Regions from separate parts of the Triticum aestivum genome. Here all the other regions are linked to region 1. The links are chromatin contacts, called in public Hi-C maps. All regions are on one chromosome and are shown on one strand. The core of a region is the stretch at or near the end of the contact, and the rest is flanking DNA. Distances in the headings are between cores, read along the strand shown. Region 1 holds the start of LOC123187324 (symplekin). Region 2 holds the start of LOC123187328. Region 3 holds the start of LOC123187331.

The links. Hi-C and Micro-C count contacts between places; a contact is called where the count stands out from the background.
Region 2: a contact with region 1 is called in a Hi-C map of leaf, with 5 times the contacts expected there. The contact joins the promoter of LOC123187328 here to the promoter of LOC123187324 in region 1. A contact is called at or near these places in 3 of 5 Hi-C or Micro-C datasets (all in leaf) and 1 of 1 datasets of contacts at active chromatin or transcription factors (leaf).
Region 3: a Hi-C map of leaf shows a contact between it and region 1, with 4 times the contacts expected there. The contact joins the promoter of LOC123187331 here to the promoter of LOC123187324 in region 1. A contact is called at or near these places in 2 of 5 Hi-C or Micro-C datasets (both in leaf).

What each region holds. Positions count from the first base shown.
Region 1 is chr2A:43,176,531-43,179,567 of IWGSC CS RefSeq v2.1, forward strand. It overlaps LOC123187324 (symplekin), which reads right to left and starts at 1,553. Exons shown (of 28, transcript XM_044599168.1): 1 at 1,251-1,553; 2 at 701-860; 3 at 523-618; 4 at 324-438; 5 at 77-239. The coding sequence starts at 1,438. It overlaps LOC123187325, which reads left to right. Exons shown (of 2, transcript XM_044599169.1): 2 at 1,153-1,421.
Region 2 is chr2A:43,480,397-43,483,332 of IWGSC CS RefSeq v2.1, forward strand. It overlaps LOC123187328, which reads left to right and starts at 1,470. Exons shown (of 2, transcript XM_044599170.1): 1 at 1,470-1,858; 2 at 1,982-2,433. The coding sequence starts at 1,570. The coding sequence ends at 2,295.
Region 3 is chr2A:43,534,331-43,537,114 of IWGSC CS RefSeq v2.1, forward strand. It overlaps LOC123187331, which reads left to right and starts at 1,349. Exons shown (of 3, transcript XM_044599172.1): 1 at 1,349-1,521.

The DNA of each region.
Region 1 (3,037 bases), core at 303-2,802:
TTTATTGCTCGAAAGATGATATAAACCGTACATGCACAAAAATAATAGTAATGGAATACAAATGGATGAGACCAACCTAGTAACAAAGACAATGATCATTGAAGTGCTGAGTAATCTTATTTTAGGAGACTTAAGTTGTTCTAGCAACAGTCCCAGGCTCTGGCTGGCTTCCATGGCTAGATCACCAACATTAAGCAAAGGGTGACCTCCCCTTAACCATGCTATATTGAATCCCGTATCTGCAAAGGGATGACAATTTATCATGTCGTAAATCCAATTTTAAAACAGGCCATTTGTATAAAGTAGTACAGCACATGTTCCACCTTCTGTAGCTTGGTTTGGTGGATCAGATGTGATATTAGGATCCGGGGTGTGCATAAGAACTGTTTTTTCAACAAACTTAACAGCCAGCATCCTGACTCCTTCATTGCTGGTAGGCTGACATGGAAATGCCACAAATGAAAGAAACTGTAAGCCGATATGATGCAATTAACTGGATGCAAAAAGAGGATAGCGGCTTACCTGAAATGCCATGAGCGACACCGCTGATTTAAGCTTGAGCATCCATTCCCATGATGACTTGAGTGACTCGTCAATCCCCCCACTCGAGAACAAACCCTGGATTTAGAACCGGCAAACAGCAACATGAGCCAAAGTCCACACACAGGCAACTCTTAAAGGTGCTGCTGTTAAGAGTTACCTGGATAACGAGCTCTTGCAGTACTTTGGCAAATAAGTCTGTTCCTGTTTTAACAGCCTGTCTCGCAACCGCCGGCGTCTCATCGTTCAAAAGATCCAGCAGAGAGGGCATCATGTCAGGTATAAACACAGTGTGCTTTGACCCAATCTCACCAATCATCCTATGTCAGGTGGACGAGTTGAATTAAAACATAAGCCAAGATATGAGCATATTTCAGTGCGTGGCGAAAACAATATCAGATGATATCATGAGAGAAAGCATTCAGCTGCCATTTCACCACATGAAACCTTAGCATTTGGTACTAGTATAAATTGCACATTTGAGTAATTGGCCACTGCAACGTATAGAACTCCAGAACATTTATAACAGAAACTACACATTTGGTTAACTTTACTGCTACTTTTGTTGATGAATTCACTATCAATTTAAGTTATCTCGAACCGAATTGGCAGGAGGCTGCAAGGTTAAGTTGCAGACGAAACTGACTAGCGGGACAGAGCACTGAAGTGCCCCGACGGAATGGCCGAATAAGAGGAGCGGGAGCACTCACTCGACGACGACCTTGCGCACGGGGCCGGCCTCGTCGGCGCGGAGCTCGGCGAGGCGGGGGACGAGCTCGTGGAGCGGCAGCCGGCGGAGCCCGCGCACCTGCAGGAGGCGCGGGCCCATGTCCCCGGCAGAAGCGTCCAGCTGGGGAAGGCCGTGCGGAGGGAAGGCCGGCGGGAGGGCCACCGCCATCGGACGGTCGGACGGAACCCTAGCTCCGGCGATCCCCGGCGACGCGCGTCCTGGGAGTAGTGGTTTCTCCCCCACTTAAAACCTTTTTCCTGTTTCTTGCTTAAATTAATGGCTCGGCCCTTTTGGTGCCTTTAAGTGTCCAATCGGGGCGTAAGCAGGCCTGTTAAGTGTGATGGGCCGAGCAGCGACAAGAATGAACTCTGGCTTTTGCGGACTGAACCGTGATTGCCTACTACGATTTGAGTTTTGTTTTTTCTTGAGAGAGAAACCTGCGATTTGAGTATGTCGGTCTAGCCTACAGCTAGGCCGCTCACGGTAGTGCAGCAATAGTTTGAGGCAGAATATCATACGGAAACCAACATTTGGTGAAAACCGGTAAAAATCACGAGAAAAAGATGTTTTGAAGTTTAAAAAAAATGTGGGATGTTAAGAGTATGATGTTTTATTGCCACACAAAATTTCTAGTTGAAACACATTACGAGATGTGAGCTATGAAAAAGACTAAATCAGCGTTGAATAGCATAGGAAACCAATATTTAATGAAAAATTCATGAAAACCATATTTTAAAGTTTCAAAAAAATCTGAAAAAAATGTGCGATGTTAAGAAGGTGATGTTTTATTGCTACACAAAATTTCAAGTTGAAAAACATTACGAGATGTGAGCTATGAAAAAGACAAATTCAGCCCTGAATAGTGACATTACTATTTTGGACTATTCAATGCTGATTTTGTCTTTTTCATAGCTCACATCTCGCAATGTGTTTCAACTTGAAATTTTGTGTGCTAATAAAACATCATCCTCTTGACATCCCACATTTTCTTCAAAAAAATTTAAAACTTCAAAACATCTATTTCTCATAGTTTTCACCGATTTTCATCGAATGTTGGTTTCCGTATGATATGCTCCCGTTTGTTCCTCCAATTTTCTTTAAAATATTCATGGCATAAGAAGAATATTCATATCCTTTGAACAAAATTTTCACAACATTTACAAAAATGTTTAGATGTTTAAGAAATGCTCATGAAAATATAAAAATTTCTCACATAATTGACTAAAAATATTTGTGACATTCAAATAATTATGCATGATATATCAAAAATGTTCGAACGTTTAAAAATATGTTCATGATATTTTAGAAAATGTTCATGAAATGTAAAATTCTGTTCGTGCAATTTTTAAAAAATATACATAGCATATAAAAAATGTTTTTCTCATTTGAAAAGAATTTCATAAATACTAACTAAATGGTTTGCTTGTTTTACAAAAATGTTAATGCCATTCTTGAAAAATGTTCACTGTGTATTAAAAAATGTTCAAATGTGCATTTTACAAGTGTGTGACATGTATTTGAATAAATATTCAACATGAATTTGAAAACTGTTCAACATGCATCTAAAAATGTTCACCTATACACGAAAGATATTTGAGATGTGTTACAAAAAGTTGACATGTATTTAAAAAACAGAAGGGGAGAGGGGAAAAGAAGACAAAAGCTGAAAAAACCAGTAAACCGATGAAGGAAAACGTAGGAAAACAAAAAAAACCACACAGAACAGAAGGTTCGTAAAGCCAATCCCAAATGTTGATTTTTTTTAGA
Region 2 (2,936 bases), core at 220-2,719, 300 kb after region 1:
ATACATCCAAAAACATACACATGAAGTGTGACATGGTTTGACATAAGCGGATACTAAAAGCCCAGGGTGCAAACTAAACCGCAATCCATAGGTAAGACCTCTCTGGCTTGGTCGATGCCGCTATAAACAGCTCCATGTTATGTGGTCTCTACAAAACCGAGCATGTACTTAGCTCGTGTGTACAAACACGAATAACCTACAAACGGGATGAAAAGTTCTTTTTGGTAAAGTAAATATAATACATGTGAAGAATCTTTGGTAGCATAAGTATTATGTCTCCCGTTGTGCAAATATCATAAAAGTATCATGTACTACCCCCGTAAGCAAAATAGGGATAATATATCCGTGCAACTAAGGATGTGAGAAAAGATTCTAGTATCGTAATGTGATATAATATTACAACATTTAAATGATAAATGTTGATAAGAAATAGATCCGAGACACGTCTTTGTATTTGGATTGTACAAGAAACCAAATGAGGTGAAGTATGATATTATGCTATAATATAATGCATTCGGGAGGTAATATCGTAAACTAGTATATGACGCATAATACCGGTCTACGATACTACCCATTGTAAGGAAAATACACACTCTTTATAGGTAAGAGTAAATAAAAATCCCCACACCTCGAGCCTGGGCCCTGGGTGCCCACGGCCCAACTCCGGCCCTGACGTTGCGGTGGCACACACGTGTACCCCGTGTCTTCGCCTGCCATGGCGCCACATGGTGAGGAGAGCATGGTGCATGAGATCATTTGTGAATACTCTCGCCATTCAAAACACATCCTTTTTGTCAGAAATCAAAATTTTGTTTACTCCAACCAGGTTCGGCTAAAGAATATTGACACCCAAAATACGGAATAGATAAGGTGCTAAAGATATATTCCACGATGCATCTAACAATAGTGATTTGCTATTGGTTGTTGTTTTTCTTTTTCTTTGGTAAACTTGGTCAGACGTTACAAAATTTGAACCGGGACAAAACTAATATACAATATATTTATAGATAGAATAGAGGAGTAGTAATTCTCGCCAGTTGTGGAGCATTTATAAACACAAGAGTTATTCGGGGAATCTCCTTCTTTTGCAAAAAAAAAAGGTTTGCAAAAAAAAGGGAACAAATATATCATAAAAGGTTCATAAGAACTAGTAGAACAAATCTATTATAAAAGGTTCATAAGTTTACATGTGACGACTCTTTCATAGTCCAGTCCAGTTGGTAGAACTGCCCGCGGCCTGCAGAGCATTGTCACCATGCATATGGCGCGCCCACGACATGCCTGCCCAACAAGAGGTTACATATGCTCTGTTCCATCCATCCGGCCGGCCAATTTTCTACGAACCCTAATTAACTAATCAACCAGCGTTGGTTGACTCCTTCGTTTTATCACCTCGCAACAGCCAACATCGCACGTCCACAAGCAGATTAAAAATGGCTTCCTTTACCACCTCGCTAATCACACTCCTCTCCCTCTCGTCTCGGCTCCCCCATATAATCCCAACCACGCCCCGTCCTTCTCGTCTCATCAGAATCCAGAGTCCGCACGCGAGAACTCACACCGACGGACATGGGGAACTGCCAGGCGGCGGACGCGGCGGCCGTGGTGATCCAGCACCCGGGCGACGGCAAGGTGGAGCGCCTCCACTGGCCGGCCACCGCGGCGGACGTCATGCGCAGGAACCCCGGCCACTACGTCGCGCTCGTCCTCCTCCATCACGTCTCTGCCGGCGGCGGCGTTGACCCAGACCCAGCAGTCGCCGGAGAAGGAGGAGATGCCAGGATAACCAAGGTGAAGCTCCTCAAGCCGAGGGACACGCTCCACCTCGGCCAGGTCTACCGCCTAATCACCTCCCAAGGTTCGTGCCCTGCATCCGCCAACGGTTCTTGGATTGGATTCTTTTGCGTCCTGTCCGGTTCCCTCTCTTTCTTACATGGAGATGGAGATTAACCAATCGATCGACCGTGGCGCGTGCGTGCAGAGGTGACCAAGGCCGTGCAGACGAGGAGGCAGGAGAGGACGCGCGGTTGCGACGAGGCGATCGAGCAGAAGCGGCCGCGGCTGCACCGGCGCCGGCAGCCGCCGAGGCCGAGAGGCGACAACGCGGCCACTACAGAACAGAGGCAGCCCGCCGACCATCAGCAACGGAAGCAGCCGGAGAAGGACCGGCACCACCGGAGCATGGCGGCCGCCCGCGGGGGAGGCAGAAGCCGGCACTGGCGCCCGGCGCTGCAGAGCATCACAGAGTCGTCGTCGAGCGGGCACGCCGAGTGCGAGGATGTACCATCTAAATGAACCGGAAATGGTAGGAGGAGCTAGGAACGTGTACATTTCGCGAGAGGAGCGGCAAGGCGTCGTCGCCAGAGAGTTGCCCTTTCGTTGTAGCCATGGAACACTGCCCTGAACGTGCGTGAAAAACTGAAAATACGTCCACCGGCCTCTGTCCCGCCGTCTGAATCCGTTTTTTCTGGTGATGCGGCACCATGCGTTGCTCGTGCCGCCGTCGAATCGCCAAGCGTGCTGGCTAGTTGCTGTTGAGATCCAACGGTTTATCCAGGTCGCGCACCATCCGGCACCACGCGCTATTCCTGGTCACGCAGATGCCGAGTGTGTGCTCATTGTGTTACCTTACTGCGAGATTACAAGATTTCAGTTTCAAGGATGGCAGTCCACATTGATGCAGAAATGTCATTGCATTGATGCAGGAGCAGGTCCGACACCGAACCCCGCGGTACACCACCATTCAACTTAGGGAGTACCTAGAACTCATCTAGATGAGACGTAATTTGGTCTCATTCACCTGGAAAACAAGAACGGATACAACCCACGTCAGCACACACGCATCTTGTAGCACCACATCCAATGGCTATAAAAGGTGAGTGAGACCAAATTAAATCTCATCTAGATGAGTTCTAGCAAAACTGTTCAACTTAAGT
Region 3 (2,784 bases), core at 99-2,598, 360 kb after region 1:
CGGCGTTGCAACCAGCGGTAGCTTGTGATGGAGATGACGACCCCTTGTGCTACAAACGACTAGTTTTTTTTGCTGGAACCGACCGGGCGGAAAGCTGCAACCAGCAATTTTTTTTGTTGGAACTAGTCTGCGAAAAGCTGCATCCATAGATGACCAGTGCTACAACCGGACGACGATTCGAGCCGTTTTGCTGCATCGGCCTTTTGTTTTGCTACAACCGGCCAAACATCTTGCTAGATCCGGTGAGTTTTTTTGTTGTTGTGATGGTCGGCAGCGATGCATTTTGCTAAAACTGGTGTTGTGTTTTTGGTGGGACAACTTCTGTTTTTTGCTACCACCCATGAACATGGTTTTTCTTGCTGATTTTTTTGTGGTGTTTCGTAGAGGAGCTGCAACCGGCAGGAGGAAGGTGCTGGAATGACTACATCGTGCTACGACCGGCTGGGCGAAATGCTGGAACCGACTTGGCTGCGAGCTGCAATCGCCCATGGTGGAGCTGCAGCCGGCGAGGGGAGGGGGGGTATTACGACATGTGCGGGGGGCGAGCTGGAACCGGCATGCTCTGCACCCAGCTGCAACTATCGTGCCGGCATGCTTCCCTTGAACGACGATGCTGCAGTGAGACGACGACGCAAGGCTGCTACCGCGCCTCGCTCACATTGGACGCACTCGCGGCTATCTTGGCAGAGGCGAGCGAGTCATGGTGTTTTATCCAGCCGTTGACCAAGCGTTAAGAGAGGTAGGTAAATGATTCGAGATATCAACGACGGGGGAGGAGGAGGGGGGCGACCGGCCGAAACTTTCGCCCGGCGCGCCGACGCCTAATAGTGCCCTTCGATTTAAGGTAGTACCTATAGGTGGCCAAACGAGCCGGGATAATTGGGCCGGCCCGGTAGCACGGCCGACACGGCACGGGCCTGGCATGACACAACACGTGCTAAACGGGCCAGGCCCGGCATGCGGCACGCCAGGGACGTGCCTGGGCATGAAGGCCGAGCACGCGGGCCGACACGACACGACCCGATTATCTTTTATTTTTTATTTTTTATGTATCCTAATGTGGCCCAACAAGTAAAACTAGGCTTAAAAAAGTACAGTGCGCAAAAAAGGAGTCAGATTAGCGGGCCTAGCGTGCTGGTGGGCCGGCCCAATTAGCATATGGGTCGTGCTTAGGCTGGAGGCTGCAGCACGCGGGCTGGCACGGCCCGTATAATAATCATGTCTCGGCGGGCCGGGCCGTGCCAGGCACGATTAGGATGGGCCTCGCCGGGCCAGGCCGGGCCGGCCCGTTTGGCCAGCTATGGTAGTACCCCAATTTGAGGGGCAAATTACCAAGAAACTGCCACTAGTGGCCGCCCGCACCAGACGAGTCGTCCTCTCTGTTGCTCGATCCCCCAACTCCCCCACACTAGGGCTCGCGCCGCCGCGTCGCCCGACAGCCCGCCCCGGCCGCTGGCCTCGACGCACGCCTCGCCCGACTCCGCCCCCGTCCACTGGCCTCGGCGCCCGACGTCGCCTCAGGTGAGCTCTCTCCTCTCTGTCGCCGCTCTACTCTGTCTCCTAGATGGATGGATGTATGAATGGACGAACTGGATGCATGTTTCCTCTCTGCTCTGTCTCCTAGATGGATGGATGGATGGATGGATGAATGGATGCAACTAGATTTGAGATTAGTTTCTTCTTCCTGTGCTGATCGAATTCCAATCCTATGCATGGGCGAGTGTTCCAATGGCGTGGTAGGAGCAGAAGATGTAGCATCCATTGCGTCCCCTCCGGCAGCCCCTCCCGGGTTCCTCCCACAAACCCTTTCCTCCTCTCAGGCCGCCGCCTCTCCCGAACCACGCGGCCCCAAACCCTACTTTACTGTATCTAGCCCTGCAATATTTGTCCCTCTAATCTCGTTTATGTGAACAGCGAGTTTTTTTCCCCACTTTTTTCCGGGAATGTGCTCGGTGAGTTTGTGCCCTGTAATTTCCGAAATTGATACATGTAGTGTTTATTTGGGCTGTGGGGGCAGCTGCACACAGCAGCATTGGCGAGATTTATGATGTTACCCGTCATCCATGACTACATGGTGCTGGTTGTCGCAATGCAACTGTCATAGTTTTGCATTCTGTTGGCTTTGATTGTTTGAATGTTGCTGCGGTTAGTGTTGGTTGTATGTTTCACTGGTTGTTTGAGTGCTCTTGTAGTCTCGTAATCCCTTTACATCCTGTTGGTACTGAGGTGTGCCTATCTCATAGTTTAGAAATTACACATATACATGCATTTAAATTTTATGCCAAAGTAAATGAAAGGAATGAAAGAAGGAATATGATTGCAAATATTTTTCTTACCACAATCTTTGCAGTAGCTGTACAATGCTTGTTCTGAGAGGATGCCATAGGAAATTGGTGTGCTTAGTGATGATGAATGAACGCATTGGTTTAGTAGGTTTTTGCCGAGAGATATGGTAATGATGATGGAGTGGCAATTTAATTTGCCTGCAGATATCTAGTTTCATCTGCTTCCTGTGGTATGCGCCTGTATTTTCGTCATATTGGAAGTTCTCACCTCAGTGAGTATGTCTTCGAGTTTTTCTTATAGATAAGTATATCTATATAGCACTGACACAGATGGCCCAGTGCTTTGTCCTTTTAGGTACTCTACCCATGCAAATGCAGTTAACCATAATTTAACATCTCCATGAAATGACCTTACATGATCCGGAAATGGATCCAGATGGGACCGGACTCCTGAAGCAAGTCGTCTATTTGGCTGGCTCCAAGGTGGAATCTGGATGTA